2 separate regions of the Sus scrofa genome follow, and region 2 is linked to region 1. The links are chromatin contacts, called in public HiChIP or PLAC-seq maps. All regions are on one chromosome and are shown on one strand. Each heading gives the region's core, a stretch centred on a gene start, on an enhancer-like site or on the middle of the called end of the contact. The rest is flanking DNA. Distances are from core to core; before and after follow the strand shown. Region 1 overlaps TGFA (transforming growth factor alpha). Region 2 has its middle 7.6 kb from the start of FAM136A.

Evidence for each region. HiChIP or PLAC-seq counts read pairs in DNA pulled down with a chosen protein or histone mark.
Region 2: a contact with region 1 is called in an H3K27ac HiChIP or PLAC-seq map of alveolar macrophages. The contact joins two enhancer-like sites. A contact is called at or near these places in 1 of 47 Hi-C or Micro-C datasets (liver) and 1 of 2 datasets of contacts at active chromatin or transcription factors (alveolar macrophages).

The regions. Positions count from the first base shown.
Region 1 is chr3:71,978,716-71,983,116 of Sscrofa11.1, forward strand. All of the region lies in intron 1 of TGFA (transforming growth factor alpha), which reads left to right. Among named protein-coding and RNA genes, the nearest start is that of TGFA, 32 kb to the left of the region's middle. Within about 2 kb of position 1,971, at least 10 of the 83 cell types and tissues checked have an H3K27ac peak or open chromatin away from gene starts, as enhancers often do. A contact at or near this core is called in alveolar macrophages, where this site is marked.
Region 2 is chr3:72,181,141-72,185,541 of Sscrofa11.1, forward strand. No RefSeq gene overlaps it. Among named protein-coding and RNA genes, the nearest start is that of FAM136A, 7.6 kb to the right of the region's middle. Within about 2 kb of position 2,086, at least 1 of the 83 cell types and tissues checked has an H3K27ac peak or open chromatin away from gene starts, as enhancers often do. A contact at or near this core is called in alveolar macrophages, where this site is marked.

The DNA.
Region 1 (4,401 bases), core at 721-3,220:
GGTTCCTGCTCTACCTTGAGGTGGGGGATCCCCCTTTCACAAGGTCTTTCTTCCTTTGCAGATGGTTTTCCCCTCTCCGCCACCCCCTTTTTCTTTTTCAAGTTCACAATCCAGGGATTCCCCTCTTTGCAGCTATTTAAATAGAAATAGGATGCTGGCAGGAGCAGCCTTGCAGGGATACCAGAGGGGGGCTGGCTGGGTGGCCCTGTGGCACACGCGTCCAGCTTTGAACTTCAGGTGAGAGGCCTCAGTGGCTGCCAAGCCTCCATCTGAGGTGTGTGTTGGCTTCCCCCAGCCACGGACTGTGGCGGCTGTCCCTGCAGCTATACTGTCCCACACAGGTGCTCCAGGGAGGGATTTCCTGTGTGTCTGAGGAGCTTGAAGCCTGCCAAGGCCACATGTTTCTGGAAGGCCTTTACACAGCCCAGCTTTTGCAGGCATGATCCCTGGGGGCTGGCAGTCTGGGACAGCTGGCCTTACAAAGATGGGACGGTCTGGAGTCTGGCGTCACACCCTTAACCCTTCTCAGCAGACCTTGCTCGTGGGGGGTGGGGCCCCTGGAGGCAGTGGGAAAATGCCCAGAGGCCTCAGAAGTGACCTGTGGAAGAGGCGGATCAAATGTGGAGGCTAGGTCTGCTGAATCTGTTGTCTGGGCTCATTTAGGGGATGAAAATGGTAAATACACACCTACCAGTGTGTCGTGACAGGCCATGGTCCAAGTAACTGTTGTGTGGGGAGGTAATAATTAAACACTATCTCGGGCACAGGAGGTAGACAGACTTGAGTTTCAATTTGGTTGCAGGGACTTCCCATCGTGGCGTAGTGGTTAACGAATCCGACTAGGAACCATGAGGTTGCAGGTTCCATCCCTGGCCTTTCTCAGTGGGTTAAGGATCTGGCGTTGCCGTGAGCCGTGGTGTAGGTCACAGATGCAGCTCAGATCCCATATTGCTGTGGCTGTGGCGTAGGCTGGTGGCTACAGCTCCGATTCGACCCCTGGCCTGGGAACTTCCATCTGCCGCGGGTACAGCCCTAGAAAAGACAAAAAAAAAAAAAAAGTTATTAAAAAAAGAAAGAAAGAAATGAATTTGACTGCAGGAGCTTGGGCAAATTTCACAACCTCTCTAAGCCTCAGTTTCTTCATCTGTAAAATTGGGTGTTTCCATGGGCTGGACCAAAAGGCAGGGGAGCCGGGAGGTGCCCTATATTGTGGGTTATAGTGAAGACTAAATAAGATAATCCCTGTAAAAAGCCTGGTGCTAAGCCTGGGATTGGCACCTGCCCAATAAGTGGTACCCACCCACCTGAGAAGGGAAAGAGGCCTGACCTTGTCTTCTTGATTTGGGACCCTCTTAGGGAAAGCAGAGGCTTCACCTCCCATCACAGGGTCTCCACTGAAGATTGCAGAGAGAGCCCAGAGCACTAAGAAGTTGTTTTCCATGGGATATAAGGGTATAGAAAGGAACCATTCTTCTCATATTGCTTCAATTATGAATAAAAACCCAGTGTCTTTCATCTGTGGATCATGGTGGTTTTGCAAACTCTAATTAGTTCTCCAAACATCTTTGCAAGTCTGGCGGCTGGGAGCATCCAGGTGAGGAGCAGAGGGGATGAAGGAACTCGCTCTGAGGCTGGGGCAGTTCCCCCTCAGCCCCGTACCCCCCCATACACACCCCCGCCGCCGCCGCCACCGCACTCCCTGGAGACTGGTGAGTGGCTCTGTTCTGTCCTGGCTGCAGTCAGGCAGTGTTTGCTTTCTTGTGGCAATTTTGTTTAAGCAAAGGTTGGTGTGGAGTCCAGACACTGTAGTGACTGGTGGGATACGGGGCCAGGGAGGAAGGTGGGAAGTCAGTTTGTTCTTTCAGGGATGGTTTGTGACAAGCCAGTGGCACTTCCTCTCAAGAGGTATGCAGAGCATTCCTTTCGGTACCGCAGGTCACTGGCTACCTTTGACCCAGAGTGGTTTGTGGCAGTGCCAGCAAAGGCAGATGGTGACAAGTTCCCAGCTGACTGTGTGGAACCACTCAGATTTTTCCTGCCTTTGGAAGGAAAGCCTCACTTTAACGCTTGGTGCGTGGATTACAAACCTGGCCTCCCAGATCTGCCCAGGGGACCCCCAAGAGCGTGCTTCCAAAGTTCGTGACTGTTCAGAGAAAGACAAATGTCATATGAGATCAGTAATATGTGCAATCTAGTAGAAATGATACAATAGAACTTACAAAACAGAAACAGACTCAAAGATTTCGAAACCAAACTTATGTTTACCAAAGGGGAAACGGGGGGGGGGGGTTAAATGAGGAGGTTGGGATTGATATATGCACACTATTACATATAAAATGGACGGGTAACAAGGAACAACTGTATAGCCCAGGGAAATTTACTCCATACAGTGTAATAACTGATATGGGAAAGGAATCTGGAAAGGAAAGGATATGTGTATACATATAACTTATTTATTTTGCTTAATGCCTGAAATTGACACAGCTTTGTAAGTCAACTATATTCCAATAAAATTTTTTTTCAAATGAACCAAAACAAAAACAGGAGTTCCCATTGTGGCACAGCGGGACCGGCAGTGTTTCTGCAGCACCAGGACGCAGATTCGATCCCTGGCCCAGCACAGTGAGTTAAGGATCCCGTGTTGCTGCACCTGTGACTTGGATCTGATCCCTGGCCCAGGAACTCCATATGCCACAGGATGGCCAAAAGAAAAAGTGTCTGTTGAGCGGCAAGAAAGAATTGTTCGGGGCAGATGTGTGATTTTACTACCTTTCTCTCCTCGTCCCCCACCCCATTTTGTCCCCCCACCCACCCACCCAACTCCAGCCCAGATGAGTGGTTCAACACTCTGTAGGAATATTTGGGAAATCCAGGCCAGGCCTGCAGTAAAAGCAGTCTGAAGTTTCTGAGATGTTTCTCATGTCAAGAGCCTAAACGAAAGTTGTGAGCAAATTGCTTTATCTGTCCAAGCGTGTTTCTTCCTTGAGAGTCAAGGGCTTCTGTGTCTACACTCTGAGTAAAAGGGGAAAGGAGCCCTCACAGCATGCACGGCCGGGGCAGGGGGCACTGATCCTGAGCACTGGGGTGGGGGGGCGGGTCACAGCGCAGAAGTTTGCCTGTCTTTGTCGTTTCCGGGCTACCCCACAGGTGGCACAGCCTCTGTATGGCCATCCCAGCATCTTTTTTCAGAGTTCAGTTTTAGGAAGTCATTCTAACTTAGTTCATGCTGATTGCATAACGCATAGAGGTTCCTTCTTCCGTTTCCAGAAATCTCCAGTACTGTAACGTGCAGACACATAAGGTCATCTGCTGGCAGGGGCACCCTCATGGGTATGCAACCCTTGTGGTCGCAGATCCTTGGGCTCAGGTGGCCTTGGGGACTAACACCAGGATGCTGCAGTCTTGAAATTCTGAACAGTTTTGTCTTTGCATTGGTATCTTGTGAGTGAAGTTCCCTGGGACAGTGGAATATGAGGGGGCTGGGGAGGGGGCACTCGGATCCTGTGTTCCCAGCTACTGCCACCTCCCTGCCTCTTCTGGGTGGATTCTTGCCCCTGCCACTCAGGAAGTTGACACAAGAAAGGTTGGAGTGAGGTGCAGGTACCCCCACGGCATCTTGGGCAGGGCGTGGTGACAACCTCCCCATCCAGGCTGGCAGCCCCGCTGCATTTCCTTGGATGAGGGATGGGGTGAGCTTCTCCCCTCCCCCATCCAGCTTCCCAGGGTGGATGTTGCAGCACCCTCGGGGGGATCACTGCCCACCTTGGGTGGGGTCAACTGACTTCTGGGAAGAAGAAACCCCTGACCAGTCTTCCCTCCCTCCAGCTGGGTCACACACATCCATCCCCTCGCTGGCCGAGGGGAAAACCCGTAGTTGATGGTCACATGCGCACTTGTGCACTGTCCCTGGGGCCCGGGGGCCCTCCAAGGGGCCGTGCTCCGCCCCCACCCCCTACTGCAAGTCGTGTCATACCTCAAAGACAGCCAGACCAGAAAGAACAAATAAAATACATCCTGACGCACGCAACAGCGTGTATGTACTTAAAGCCGCTGAACTGTACTCTCAAAAAGAGTTAAAATAATAATTGCTGTGTATATTTTACCACATACTTATAAAGTGTTTAAAAACAAAAACAAAAACGAAACAAGAAGCACCATGACACTTGGAGAAAGACAGGCAGGGAACAGCTTCACATTGTATTCACCCTAAGAGGTCCCTTTTCCCTGCTTTTTGAACCAAGGGTCCCACATACTCATTTTGCACTGAGCTCCGCCAGTTCGGTCACTAAACCTGCCTGCTGCCCATTTTGTAAAATATCAACTCTCACCCTTGCTGGGGGCTGACCCTCGAAGCCTGAGAAAGTCCACTGCTGACCAGACCCTCACCTGTCCTCTCATCTT
Region 2 (4,401 bases), core at 836-3,335, 200 kb after region 1:
GAAATAAATAAGTAATCCAAGGTCTTTGAATATGCTCTTTAGGAACCAAAGTGGTTATAAGGGCACTGGGCACATACCCAGAGCCACTCCTCTCCCCAGCATGCCAGCGGTCTTAAACAACAAAGAATACAAGGCAGGACCAGTCCCATTTGACAGGCTTAACCTCTGATCACAAATCTGTCCTTCAAAGGAAAAGCTACTCCAATGTCTGTCCTTAATCATCCAAGTTCCACTTCACTGATGAGCTCAGAAGAATGAAAGGAAAAAGTCAGCCAAGGAGTTCCCGATATGGTTCAATCAGATCAGCAGCGTCTTTGGAGTGCTGGAACAGAGGTTCAATCCCCTGCCAGTGGGTTAAGGAGCCAGCATTGTCATAGCCGTGGCATAGGTCACAACTGTGACTGGGATCTGACCCCTGGGTCAGGAACTCCGTATGCCGGGGGGCAGCCCAAAATGAAAAAAAAAAAAAAAAAATCAGCCCAACCAAAAGCATCCTCAATATTAAAATAAATAACAATTATGGAACACCTCGTAGATCCTAATGTGTATATATGTGCATATACATATGTACATGGAGATGTTAATAACAGATCCTCTGATTATGATTAACTCCTGTAAACACATTATCAGGATGCCTCTTGGGCAGGACTGTGCATCCTCTGGCAAGCCCGTCAGAATAGAAGTCAAAGCTCCATCGTGTCCCTTTTCTTCAGCTCACCTGCTTTCCCAAAGCTACAGACAGAGGAAAGATAATTCTGTTAACCCTTAAAATGATTGACATGGTCAGGACAGCAGGAGACTGAATAGGAGGGTATTTACTTCAAGTCGAAGGAGGTGAGAAGCGGAGGGGGCGGGGAACACCGCTTTATGGCAATGAAATTCTTGGTACCAAAGATAGAGCGACTTACTGGCAAGGAGGCGCTGAGCTAGGATGGGTCATGTCCTGGAGAAGCAGCATGGCATTCTGTGATCCAAGAGGGAAGGAATGCCTTGCTCAGGAAGCCAGGTAAGGAGACGCTCTCATTAAAGCCGTGTGGGCAGAGCTGTGATTACAGACGAAATCAAGATGAAAACAAAAATCCACAGTGCCAGCTCCCTGCTGTGTGCCAGAACTTTCCCATGCTCCTTTTGTCCACTTAGTCTATCTGGGCAGTGATGTGGCCTTAAGGCTTTGTGGGGAAGAATAAAAAATTATAATTGTAAAGTGTTGCTGTTTTGAGTGACTTGCAGTATTACAAGAGCTGACCAGTTCTCACTCTCTCGCTCCTTAATTATGATGGGATGTTCTAACTTGAGAGGATATTTGTGTAACCGAGGGAGACATATTTATTGAGGAAAACATGGAAACTCTGTGTAAACATTCAGAAGAAAATTCTAATCATTTGTAATCCCATCACCCATATGTAACAAAGCTTAACATTTTATTGTGTAACTCACTAAACTTCTTTCTGTGGATATATACAGGTTTGGGTTTTTTTTTGTTTTTTTTGTTTTTTTTTTCTTTTTGCCTTTTCTAGGGGTTCCCAGGCTAGGGGTCGAATCACAGCTGTTGCTGCTGGCCTATGCCAGAGCCACAGCAATGCAGGATCCGAGCCACATCTGCGACCTACACCACAGCTCACTGGCAATGCTGGATCCCTAACCCACTGAGCAAGGCCAGGGATCGAACTCTCAATCTCATGGTTCCTAGTCAGATTCGTTAACCACTGCGCCACGACGGGAACTCCTGTTTGTTTCTTATAAACATAAAATCATTCTGTACAGGCTCTTTTGTTACTTGATTTCTCAAGTAACTCGATCAATTCAATATAATCCATGTCAACAGAAACCACTCACACAGCACCTTCATGTCTTCAGGGTACTCCATTGTATAGTACTTTCACTAGGTTGTTTTGTTTTTTGTTGTTTTTTTTTGGGGGGGGTCTTTTTAGGGCTGCACCCACAGCATATGGAGGTTCCCAGGCTAGGGGTTGAATTGGAGCTGTAGCCACTGGCCCACACCACAGCCACAGCAACATGGGATCTGAGCCTTATCTGCAACCTACATCACAGCTCACAGCAACGCCCGACCCTTAACCCACTGAGCAAGGCCAGAGATCGAAAACCACAACCTCATGGTTCCTAGTCAGATTCATTTCTGCTGTGCCATGATGGGAACTCCTCCTTTCACTAGTTATTTAGCCAATTTTCTACAGTTATGTAATTAGTTGCTTCCAAAAATGGAAGGCTAAAATGAATTTATCACATCTGTAGTTGTATAATGATAAATTCATTTGAGTAATTTAAAAAATGAAAAAAAATGGAAGGCTATAAATGCTGTACTAAACATTCTTGTTCACATATCTTTCCAAACATGTCTGATTATTTCTCTAGGTTCCTCCCTGTAGAAAGATTATTGGGTCAAGGAGTTTTCATGTATTTATGCTTTTTGATATATATTGTCAAGTGTTCTTCCTTGCCCTATAGATAAGTTACATCATTTAAATCTCCACCACCATTGTATAAATGTTCCTTTTCCCCTCATCTTCACCTGCACTAGGTCTTATCCTGCTACCTAACAAGTTGAACCATGGTATAAAGAATAGTGATGCATTTTATTTTTGATTTCTTACATATATAGTGAAGCTGAATATTATTTTACATGTACATTAGTTTCCTAGGACTACTGTAACAAAGTATGACACATGGGGTGGCTTAAAACAACAGAAATGGAGTTCCCATCATGTGGTTAAGGAACCAAACTAGTATCTATGAGGATTTGGGATCAATCTCTGGCCTCACTCACTGAGTTAAGGATCTGCCATTGCCACAAGCTGTGGCATAGGTCACAGATGCAGCTAGGATCCAGTGTTGCAGTGGCTGTGGCGTAGGCCAGCAGCTGTAGCTCTGATTCAACCCTCAGCCCAGGAACTTCCATATGCCACAGATGAGGCCCTAAAAAGAAAAATAATACAAAAAAAATAAAAAGGCTCTTTTCTTTAAAAAAAAGAAAAGAAAAGAAACTCCTTTTCCTTTAAAAAGTTTATATGATGGAATTCCCACTGTGGTGCAATGGGATGGGTGGTGTCTTTGGAGGCATGGGACACAGGTTCGATCCCCAGCCTTGAGCAGTGGATTAAGGATCCAGCATCGCCACAGCTGAAGCTTAGTCACAACTGGGGCTCGGAACTGATCCCTGGCCCAGGAACTCCATATGCCACCGGGCCAGGGGGAAAAAGAGAAAGCTCAAATGAAGCCAATTAAGCTTTATCTTGCCATGCTCCTTCCTTCCAGGCAGTCTTCCCAGCCTCCTTCACATCAATAAGCTGAGAAGAGGAAAACGCTGCCACAGGTCCCCAAAATTCAACCACTCTCCTCTCTAGAGGGAAAAACTGCCTTGGGGAAGGAGGCCTGCCCTGCTGCTCCTTCTATGGCCCGTCAGAATACTTCTGAGACACTGACCATGTAAATGGACAATGGCCAAGATTCTATTTTTATTTATTTATTTATTTTTTTACAAGAGCAGGTGCAACATATGAAAGTTCCCAGGCTAGGGGCCAAATCAGAGCAGCAGCTGCCAGCCTATACCTTGCCCTATAGATAAGTTACATCATTTAAATCTCCACAGCAATGCCAGATCCAAGCCATGTCTGCAACCTACACCACAGCTAATGGCAAGGCAGGATTGGATTCTTAACCCCCTGAGCGAGGCCAGGGATCAAACCTGAGTCCTCATGGCTACAGGTCAGTTTCGTTTTTGCTGAGCTACGACAGGAACTCTGACAATGGCCAAGATTTTAAAAATATAAAATAAAAAAGCAAAACTAAAATAAAAGGACAATGGCCAGACCATGTCTAAAAATGAAACTCTGACCCACAATCTGCAGCAAGCTGTCCGGGGAAATCAATCCCTTTATTGCCAATAAACAACCCAGGAAGCCACCCTGCTGGAAGTCAGATTTGTAGGAAGCCAGACTGCTATCTCCAGTGACAATCCAGGAGGGTAAACAGTAACTTCTACAATGATCAGCCCCAAATGACCAGAACTTGATCAATTTCTAAGCATCCCTAATTTTGGACAGCTTTTCTCAATTTTGTCCCCACTTCAAATTTAGGATAGCCTACAGAAAGCCAAATATGCACCCCTAACTAATCACACAGGATGCCCCGCTTCTATTTAGCCCACCAACGACTTCCCCAGGCCATCAGCTTCCTATTGGAGCATACCTGAAGCCTTCTCTTTTTTCCACTATCGAGTTTTCCAACTCCTTTGCCTGCCTTTGAGTCTCTGCCAAAACACAAGTCATGGCAGTTCCCACTGTGGCTCAGCAGTAATGGACACAACTAGCATTCATGAGGACAGGGGTTCGATCCCTGGCCTCGCTCAGTGGGTTAAGGATCCGGTGTTGCAGTGAGCTGTGG